Linked DNA regions of Mus musculus: region 2 is linked to region 1. The links are chromatin contacts, called in public Hi-C maps. All regions are on one chromosome and are shown on one strand. The core of a region is the stretch at or near the end of the contact, and the rest is flanking DNA. Distances in the headings are between cores, read along the strand shown. Region 1 has its middle 66 kb from the start of Gm25609. Region 2 has its middle 4.4 kb from the start of Gm25609.

Evidence for each region. Hi-C and Micro-C count contacts between places; a contact is called where the count stands out from the background.
Region 2: a Hi-C map of Sertoli cells shows a contact between it and region 1, with 2.8 times the contacts expected there. The contact joins two enhancer-like sites. A contact is called at or near these places in 14 of 484 Hi-C or Micro-C datasets (the HL-1 cell line, Sertoli cells, cumulus cells and 5 more).

Annotation. Positions count from the first base shown.
Region 1 is chr1:137,146,651-137,152,418 of GRCm38.p6, forward strand. No RefSeq gene overlaps it. Among named protein-coding and RNA genes, the nearest start is that of Gm25609, 66 kb to the right of the region's middle. Within about 2 kb of position 1,496, at least 10 of the 459 cell types and tissues checked have an H3K27ac peak or open chromatin away from gene starts, as enhancers often do.
Region 2 is chr1:137,217,414-137,222,706 of GRCm38.p6, forward strand. No RefSeq gene overlaps it. Among named protein-coding and RNA genes, the nearest start is that of Gm25609, 4.4 kb to the left of the region's middle. Within about 2 kb of position 3,873, at least 19 of the 459 cell types and tissues checked have an H3K27ac peak or open chromatin away from gene starts, as enhancers often do.

The DNA.
Region 1 (5,768 bases), core at 246-2,745:
ACACTTTAAAACCTTACCCCAACTGACATACTTTCTCCAACAAGGGAATACCTATTCCAACAAGGACACACTTCCTAATAGTGCCACTTCCTGGGAGCCTATGGGGTTCATTTTCATTCAAACCACCACAGGTGCATAATATTAGTCTCTTTATGAAGCCTCCACACCATTAAGAAGTGAGACTAGCTTGGCAGGGGGAGTCCTACCTGGAGGAGATTACACTACAGGTGTAGAAATAGAGACTCTCGAGATATTTGCAGTATAGAAACAGCTGGATGTGCTGGTAGGGATGGATATGGAACTAGATGAGAAAAGACCAAGGAGTTTCCATCTTTCTGGCACAAATTGAGTTAATTATGCTGTTTTCTAGGCTACACAATACCAGTGGAAGAAAAGGTGTTTTGGATACTTAAATCAAGATCAGAGTGTGGGGTACCCAGCACCAAGTACCTTTGAAACATAGGCTTTGGGAAGCCATACAGCATATGAGACTATGCCTCAGAAGATACATCAACCCTAGAATCACATGCTTAGAAGCTGCTAATGGTTCTACTGAAGAGGAAAGCATGGGGGTAAATGTAAAAGCCTAGAAGAGAATATGGAATAAGAAGATGGAGTATTGAGGAACCACAAGAGTTAGATTAATGGAAGAAGAAAGACAGAGGAATACATGTGTATGATATCTTAGTTACTGTTCTATTTCTGTGAAGAAATACCATGATCAAGGCAAGTTATAAGAGAAAACATTTTATTTGGGGCATGCTTACAGTTTCAGAGGGTTAGTCATAGTGGAAAGCAGGCATGGCACTGGAGTAGTAGCTGAGAGCTTTATATCCTGATCCCCCCCCCCGACCCCCCAGACAGACAGAGACAGAGAGAGGAAACATGAAAACCTACCACCAATGACACATCTTCCAACAAAGACACAGTTCCTCCAACAAAACCATACCTTTTAACTCTTCCTAAACAGTTCACCAACTATGGACCAAGTATGCAAATGTATGAACTTGTGGGACCCATTTCATTCAAACCCACACTCCCTGGCTCTCATAGGCCTGTAGCCATATCAGAATGGAACATGCATTTAGTCGACCTCAGAAGTCGATATAGTCTTTCCGACTCAATACTGTTTAACAGCCTAAAGTCCAAAGCAATCTCTTAACTGTAAACCCCTGTAAAATCAGAACCAAAAAGCATGCCACGTACCTCCACCAGACAATGGTACAGAATCTACACTACTATCCCAGCAGTGAGCTAAGGGAGCATAGTGAGGAACTCCTGGACCAAAGCAAGACAGGGGAAACTCCAAACTGCAACTCCCGTTAACCCCAGCAGGTGAGACTAAGACACTATCACAGTTTTTGAGCCATATTTGAAGCAAGCTTTACTAAATACTGGCCAGGAGCCAAGTCCCCTTTCCGGAGATTTCCAGAGAGTGGCCATGAATTACATGAGTCTGGTGCTTATAAAGACAAAACCCTTCCTGCCTACATCCAGATCAGGGGCAAGCATACATCCTGACTCACTTCTTGCCTATGTATGACCAAGCACATTCTGTGCAATTGGGGGTAACCACTCTTGTTTACAGAAATGGAAACACATGGTTTATAGTCTTATATGAGCAGCCCCGAGCATTCCAGGGTGTTATCTGTCCTTGGCAAGTGGGGCTTCTAAGTTTATCTGTCCTTGGAGAAGTGTGTCTTTCAGGCTAGAGGTAGTTTTGTTTTTACGAATCTCTTGAGTCCGGTAATTAAAACGTAAAATAGAACTTTTGCCCTCAGATTCCGTGTCTGGTATTAAAGGTTTTATTAGAGGGCTCTTCCCTTCCAGCGTTGCTAACTGCAACGCATGTCTCTCTCTTGGGCTGGGTACACTTCCTGTTAGGCAGCTATTCCATGGCTCTGGCATCTCCAATCTCATGGGATCTCCAATACAACCCAAGCTTGACCTCCACAGCTTCCTGCAGTGACCTCTTCAGGCTTCCAGGCAAGGACTTCCCAACCTTACACCTGGCCTCAGCAGATCTCCTTGATCCCAGAGAGATTACACAGCCCCTTTCCTTTATTTTTCTTGACCATAAATCTAGAACCACTTGGGAAGTCGCCAACTATTGCTGGTTAGTGGGGCTGAAACTTGGCTCCTTCTTGAATTATATCTGCATGATTTTTTTGGTGGAGTCTTTCTCCTTATTCTATTTAGTGTTAAGCTTTTCTTGAAACTTTTTTTTTTAAATCAATTTGAGCATAAGACTTGGTTCCAATGTTACATTCTCTGGTATCTTTTTCTCCTCAAACTGTACATTTTTGTATCTCTCTTTGCCCTGCGTTCTCCTTCTTATTGTAGATATTCACAAAAGTGATCACTAAAACCCATATGACATAGTCACTACTAAGCTGTCTTGAATATCCTCTGCAAATGATATATTAGTCAAAAAAACTCTTCAATTTTGCCCCATGCATATTTTTAGGACAAGGACAGCCACATTCTTTGCCAAAATATCATAAGAAATGTCTCTAGGCCAGCTGATAAGAGCCTTCCCTCTGAAACGTCTTGAGCTGGACCTGCATCGTACATACCATATTCAGCACCACTGTCTTGTAGTTTCTGCTAGGACATACAATTAAGCACCACTTAAAGTATTCAACTGCTCTTCTAGTCCAAAGTTCTCAAATTTTCCATATTTTTCCAAAAACATAAGGGTCAGGCCTATCACAGCAATTCCCAAGTTTCCAGTACCAACTCTGAAGAGACACCACGACCAAGGCGACTTTTAAGGGAAAGCATTCAATTTGGGGCTTGCTTACAGTTTCAGGGGGTTAGGCCACTATCCTCATGGTGGGAGGTAGACAGGTATGGTGCTGGAGACATTGCTGAGAGCTTTGCATGCTGATGCACAAGCAGCAGACTGGGAGAGAAGGAGACACTTGGTCCGGAGACCTCAAAGCTCACTGCCCTTCTCCCTCCTCCCCCAGTGACACACTTCTTTTTTTTTTTTTTTTTTTTTCCATTTTTTATTAGGTATTTAACTCATTTACATTTCCAATGCTATACCAAAAGTCCCCCATATCCACCCACCCCCACTCCCCTGCCCACCCACTCCCCCTTTTTGGCCCTGGTATTCCCCTGTACTGGGGCATATAAAGTTTGCAAGTCCAATGGGCCTCTCTTTCCAGTGATGGCCGACTAGGCCATCTTTTGATATATATGCAGCTAGAGTCAAGAGCTCCGGGGTACTGGTTAGCTCATAATGTTGTTCCACCTATAGGGTTGCAGATCCCTTTAGCTCCTTGGCTACTTTCTCTAGCTCCTCCATTGGGAGCCCTATGATCCATCCATTAGCTGACTGTGAGCATCCACTTCTGTGTTTGCTGGGCCCCGGCATAGTCTCACAAGAGACAGCTACATCTGCGTCCTTTCAATAAAATCTTGCTAGTGTATGCAATGGTGTCAGCGTTTGGATGCTGATTATGGGGTGGATCCCTGGCTATGGCATTCTCTACATGGTCCATCCTTTCATCTCAGCTCCAAACTCCGTCTCTGTAACTCCTTCCATGGGTGTTTTGTTCCCAAATCTAAGGAGGGGCATAGTGTCCACACTTCAGTCTTCATTCTCCTTGAGTTTCATGTGTTTAGCAAATTATATCTTATATCTTGGGTATCCTAGGTTTGGGGCTAATATCCACTTATCAGTGAATACATATTGTGTGAGTTTCTTTGTGAATGTGTTACCTCACTCAGGATGATGCCCTCCAGGTCCATCCATTTGGCTAGGAATTTTATAAATTCATTCTTTTTAATAGCTGAGTAGTACTCCATTGTGTAGATGTACCACATTTTCTGTATCCATTCCTCTGTTGAGGGGCATCTAGGTTCTTTCCAGCTTCTGGCTATTATAAATAAGGCTGCTATGAACATAGTGGAGCATGTGTCCTTCTTACCTGTTGGGGCATCTTCTGGATATATGCCCAGGAGAGGTATTGCTGGATCCTCCGGTAGTACTATGTCCAGTTTTCTGAGGAACCGCCAGACTGATTTCCAGAGTGGTTGTACAAGCCTGCACTCCCACCAACAATGGAGGAGTGTTCCTCTTTCTCCACATCCTCGCCAGCATCTGCTGTCACCTGAATTTTTGATCTTAGCCATTCTGACTGGTGTGAGGTGGAATCTCAGGGTTGTTTTGATTTGCATTTCCCTGATGATTAAGGATGTTGAACATTTTTTCAAGTGCTTCTCTGCCATTCGGTATTCCTCAGGTGAGAATTCTTTGTTCAGTTCTGAGCCCCATTTTTTAATGGGGTTATTTGATTTTCTGAAGTCCACCTTCTTGAGTTCTTTATATATGTTGGATATTAGTCCCCTATCTGATTTAGGATAGGTAAAGATCCTTTCCCAATCTGTTGGTGGTCTTTTTGTCTTATTGACGGTGTCTTTTGCCTTGCAGAAACTTTGGAGTTTCATTAGGTCCCATTTGTCGATTCTCGATCTTACAGCACAAGCCATTGCTGTTCTGTTCAGGAATTTTTCCCCTGTGCCCATATCTTCAAGGCTTTTCCCCACTTTCTCCTCTATAAGTTTCAGTGTCTCTGGTTTTATGTGAAGTTCCTTGATCCACTTAGATTTGACCTTAGTACAAGGAGATAAGTATGGATCGATTCGCATTCTTCTACACGATAACAACCAGTTGTGCCAGCACCAATTGTTGAAAATGCTGTCTTTCTTCCACTGGATGGTTTTAGCTCCCTTGTCGAAGATCAAGTGACCATAGGTGTGTGGGTTCATTTCTGGATCTTCAATTCTATTCCATTGGTATACTTGTCTGTCTCTATACCAGTACCATGCAGTTTTTATCACAATTGCTCTGTAGTAAAGCTTTAGGTCTGGCATGGTGATTCCGCCAGAAGTTCTTTTATCCTTGAGAAGACTTTTTGCTATCCTAGGTTTTTTGTTATTCCAGACAAATTTGCAAATTGCTCCTTCCAATTCGTTGAAGAATTGAGTTGGAATTTTGATGGGGATTGCATTGAATCTGTAGATTGCTTTTGGCAAGATAGCCATTTTTACAATGTTGATCCTGCCAATCCATGAGCATGGGAGATCTTTCCATCTTCTGAGATCTTCTTTAATTTCTTTCTTCAGAGATTTGAAGTTTTTATCATACAGATCTTTCACCTCCTTAGTTAGAGTCACGCCAAGATATTTTATATTATTTGTGACTATTGAGAAGGGTGTTGTTTCCCTAATTTCTTTCTCAGCCTGTTTATTCTTTGTATAGAGAAAGGCCATTGACTTGTTTGAGTTTATTTTATATCCAGCTACTTCACCGAAGCTGTTTATCAGGTTTAGGAGTTCTCTGGTAGAATTTTTAGGGTCACTTATATATACTATCATATCATCTGCAAAAAGTGATATTTTGACTTCCTCTTTTCCAATTTGTATCCCCTTGATCTCCTTTTGTTGTCGAATTGCTCTGGCTAATACTTCAAGTACTATGTTGAAAAGGTAGGGAGAAAGTGGGCAGCCTTGTCTAGTCCCTGATTTTAGTGGGATTGCTTCCAGCTTCTCTCCATTTACTTTGATGTTGGCTACTGGTTTGCTGTAGATTGCTTTTATCATGTTTAGGTATGGGCCTTGAATTCCTGATCTTTCCAAAACTTTTATCATGAATGGGTGTTGGGTCTTGTCAAATGCTTTTTCTGCATCTAACGAGATGATCATGTGGTTTTTGTCTTTGAGTTTGTTTATATAATGGATTACATTGATGGATTTTC
Region 2 (5,293 bases), core at 2,623-5,122, 73 kb after region 1:
GGACTCAGGGATCTGCTTGCTTCAGCCTCCTGGGATTAAAGGTGTGTAGTACTTTGTTTGGGCCTAGGCTCTTGATGGCCACTATGCCTCAAGATCTGGATCAAAAGCATGTGTCATCCCGTGTCAAGATCCAGGTCAGAAGCCTGTGTCTTCCAGCCTCAAGATCTGGGTCACAGGTGCGCCTTCCGTTTCTGGATTGCAGTTTATCCAGATGTAGTCAAGTTGACAACCAGGAGTGGCCATCACAGTCTGCTTTCCTGGGGATGGAGGTAACAGCAAGGAATACACCACTGTGCATTTGATAGGCATTATGCTTCCGGTTCTAGACTGACAAATGCCTTCCAAGTTCTCTAAATGCGCTGGGTAGTTATATGTCAACTCGATTCAAGCCAGAGTTATCTCAAAGGAGTGAACCTCGGTTGAGAAAATGCCTCCATAAGAACTGATTGTAGGGCATTATCTTACTTAGTGATAATAGAGGAGAGCCATCCCTGGGCTGTGGGTGGTGCCATCCCTGGGCTGGTGGTCCTTGCTTCTATAAGAAAGCAGGCTGAGCAAGCTAGTCTAAGAAAGCAGTAAGCAGTACCACCCCTCTCTGGCCTCTGCATCAGCTCCTACTTCCAGGTTCCTGCTCTGTTTGAGTTCCTGTCCTGAGTTCCCTTGATAATGAACAGTGCTATAGATGTGTAAGCCAAATAAATTGTTTTTTTTTTTCCTAACTTGCTTTTGGTCAGGGCATTTCATCATAGCAACAGTAACCCTAACTAAAACACTACAACTCTCAAACATTTTAATTTTTATTTTATGCGTTTTTATTTTTCCTGCATGTACCTAAATTGTATTACTTACATGCAGTACCTACAGAGGCCAGAAGAGGGCGTCAGGGATTATAGAACTGTAGCTTCAGATAGTTATAAACTGCCTTGTGGGTGCCGAGAATCGAACCCAGGTTGTCTGTCAGAGCAGTCAGTGTTCTCACCCACTGAGCTATCTTGGTAGCTCCATTCCTAAACACTGGAGAAGGGTCCATAAATAAGCTTTTCATTCTTTTTCCTCAGCACTTAGCACTATTTATTGATGTCTTTGTTCTACTGAGAAATAACGTAGACCACCTGGAAACTGATTGCATAATAGTGACGGAATGAAAAGGAAAGCTAACTCTGGGCCAGCAAGGGGCAGGTCATTTTAAAGGGTGTCGATCATGAAGAGGTTTAGAATTTGACCTCAGGAAGAGCGGCCCTATTTTGAAATGCACAAATGCACTACTACGGTGAGCTAATGTTTTGGATGCAAGGCTGGGCTGCAGGATAATAGCTTACAAGTTGTCCCTTGCTGTTTGGTAATGTTAATGCACAGGAAGTGGGTAATGGTTTATAAAGTGGTGCTGGGCTGTAGTTAACAAGCCTTCCTGACCGCAGCGTGGGACCGCAGCAGCTGCTCACGGCAGAGGGAAGGGGCTTTGCACACTCGTCTGTTCCTGTTCCCTGCAGGATTCAGCTTCTGAACGTCTGCACCGTTTCCCTCCTTCCGACACCCCTATAGTGTAGTGCCCGTGGGAGATCTTTGAGGAATCTTCTAGAACAGGGAGGAATTGTATTTGATTTTATATTTTCATTGTAAGCGTATCCCGAGCTCTGGGGGTGAATGTACCTGAAATTCAAAATAACTCTGATCTTGCCCTGGGCTGGCTTGCTCTGCTCACTCTGCCTTGCTCTCTTAGTCCCGCATGCAGAGGAGCTGGTTCTACTATCCACCCTCAGCAACAGTATGGACACGGCAGACCTGCTGGGGAACCCAGGACGAAGCCAGCCTTGACGCAGGCTGATGTGGGAATAATCTGTATTTCTGAACTATGCTGACTTGACATGTGCTGAGCGTGTCCCCAGCTTTTGTTAAAAATCTTCTTTTTCTTTTCATGTGAATGTGTACACGTGTACAGTGCCCGGCGAGTCTAGAAGATGTCAGAGTCACAGATGGTTGTGAGCCATCTGACGTAGGAATTGAACTCCCATCGTCTGCAAGAATAGATTACCTTCCAAACTGCTGAACCATCTCTTCAGCCCGTGAGTGGCACTGCGAATGTGGCAATCTTAAAAAAAAGGGGGGGGGGGAGAAAAAGAAAAGAAAAGAAAAACAATTTCAGTTTACATTTAGATGAGAAACCTGGTAAGTCACATACAAACCAGCCATAGAGAATTAACGATGCATGCTTAGTTTCATTTTACAGAAAAGGGACTGGAAGGGGCAGAGAGGAAGGAAAATCTAGGGGTTTGACCTAAGGAACCAGGCTGCATCCTTTAGAGCCTGGAGGTAATGGGCCAGAACCTTTGCTCACCACCTTAGAGAACCCCTCTGAGGATTAGCCTACAGGGCCACTTTCTAAGTATTGAGGTACGTTGCTGCTGCCTGGCCTGCCAATGCCTGGCTGGCCACACCTGTGGCCTGGTGAGTCCCCCCTTCTGCTGTCCTATTGTCAGATGACAGCTTGAGTCACCGTTGTCTGCTATTTCCAAAGCAGGGTACAGAGAGTCTACTGCAGTGGACACACTGTCCATACTAACACTGGCCATGTCACATGAGCCAAAAACACATGGAAAAGAGGGACAAGTGACCCTCATCTAAAACATACAAACAAACGAACAAACGAACAAACGAACAAACAAACAGCAACACCCTAGACAACACTGGGTCATCTTTCCTCAAAGATCAGGAAGGTGCTCTTATTCCAGAGATCAAGGTTCAAGCCAACCAGACACCTCCTTTCTATGTTGGTGGCCTTTGTTGATACTGTCCCCAAACTTTGGTTTTAATCCTCTTGAGTCTTGTTTATCCCAATAGAGCAGTTGTTAAATGCAACTGCTCATTTTCACATGCCCCAGAACTACAATTCTCAAAATACTGTCCAGGGAGCCAGGGTCAACAGTATCAGGGAACGCACATTCTCAAGGGGCCCCTGCACCCTGCTGAAGCCCATGCGCAGTAGCCTCCCCACCATCGGGTCTTCCAACCCCTTTGTGCTGATAGCCACAGACCGGGCTCGTGTCTTTGTCCACTGTATCTAATCATGATTTGTGGCCATTCACTAACTTAAATGACAGCGTGGGAAGGAGAGACATTTACATTAATTAAATATTGTCCTCATTTAATCTATTGAGTTGTGACTGAGGGAGCTCACACAGAGGTCAAGAGTAGTGACAGGAAAGCTTGCTGCCACCCCAGTACCCCAGGAACAGGAGGGGTGGGGGCGGCAACGGTGGCGGGGGTGGGGGTGGGGGTGGGGGCTAGTACCAGGGTGGGTCAGTAGGAAAGGGCAGATCCAGAAAAGCCATGGCTAGTGTCTTTAATGGGGTTTCTCTGGGAACAGTGAGGCAGGAGAGGGAAAGAGCTTAGGTCAGGCTAAGCATGAGCATCTTGGATGGGTTCTGGGCCATAGGGTAGCCTTTGTTAGCCCTAAAAGATGGCTAGGTCTAGGAGGTACAGCTTGTCTCTCATCAACAACTTTTAAAGATGTTAAAAAAAAAATAGATGGAAAAGAAAAACGAACACGGTCAATACAAGTGTGTGCCAGGTATTGTGCTAGAGATAACGGCAGCCCTATAGGGTTGGTATCATCTTAACATTGTATAAATAACGAAGGTGAAGTCAGCGAAGGTGAGTGAGTGGTCCAACCTCACACAGGGCAGAGTTTAGGACCAGCTTGACTTTGGAAGTCCTTTCAGACTTCGGAAGGTAAAAAAATCAGTGCTTGGGGTTTCCTCTAGGAGCCAAAGGTGATAGTCAAGGAGCGGCAGACAGGAAGTGACGTGATAGGGGAGCTTAGTTCTCCAGCTTGTTAGCAGCCAAGGAACTATGGGTCAGGAGGGGGCACCTCTTAGAGAGCCACAGCTGCCAGGCATTCTGCCTCGCTTGCCAGTCGGGGAGGCTTGGGTGTCCATCGCTACATTTCTCACAGCCAAGTTTAAAACAATTTCAAGGAAGCAAAGTATTCAATTAGAGATGGTTGAGGAAACCAGGCACGTATCATCTGTGTCGGCAGGAAAAAAAAAAAAAAAAAAAAAGAAAATATTTAGCTTTTGCAAGCTGTGAGCACTTAACGCCCCGCAGGATGGTATTGCCTCACGGAAGCGCAAAAGAATCCACTGAATACCTCAGAGAGATTAATTTCCCTAGGAAGAAAAATAAAACAAAGGAAGAGCCTCAGATCACATTTAAATATTTCCTTGCCAAGGCTTGGGGGAATTCTAGCGTTCCTCCCTCGCAGAGGAAAGCTTTTGTGCCTGGGAAAAGGGCAATGGGGACCCGGGGTGCCTGGGAGGATGGAGGCGAGGGAGGGCTGGCCTCTAGAGGAAGGGGCGTTTCAATAGCAGCACAGGTGCAACTGTTTGGAGTGAGTGATGGCTTTACAAATGACCCTGGCACAGAGCAGAGGAAACCCAAGGAGAAGATGAATTGAATTACAGCTCCAGCGTGGATACATTTGATTTTTGCCGCGGCGTCTAATGGATTGTGGGGCTGGCTGACCAGCTGGGGGAAGGTCAGAAGACCGAGGAAATGGGAGGGGCTAGTGATGAGCAGTTTTCTGGACCAACCGACCCGGGATAAGCTTTAGGTTGTGGGTTTTGGGACGGAGTGTTTGGAGTAGGAACGACCTCTGGTCGTAATCTCCTTTATCTGTGAACACTAATTGTGTTTCACGCTAAGACACTGCCAATCTCTGAGTTCACTTGAACACAAGGGAAGGCAAGATGGGCTAAGGGGTAACATATTCACCTTATTTTCTAAGACACATTCACATTGCTAAAGAGAATTAATAGTTTTTCACTTCAACTGAAAACATGATTTGTTTTTAGAAAAATTGACATCATATACTTTTTCTATGGCACTCCCCACTGCTGTGATATTTTCCTTATGCATATTTTATCATGCATACAAAATTTTCTAATATTGTCAATATGACTTCATATTTCCTTAGAATGTTAATCAAATCAATTGAGGAGTGTGATCACCTCACTACTCAGATACTTAATTAATTTCTTAAAAACATGAATTTATCTTTAGATAATTAAAAGTTTTAGTCATCCAGTTGCTCGGTTTTTATTTAGTTACTTTCTCATTTCCCCTCTTTTAATTCTGTCCGTGTAAAGTCTGCGCCCTTGTCTGCCTCTGCGTTTTGAATTACGTATTGTAATATTTTTCCCAATGTCCTTTCAGATAACCAGGAAGGAAGCAACCCCATATATCTCCAGATCTAGACAACATGGTTTTGATTCAGAAAATGCATAGTACGTCTCAA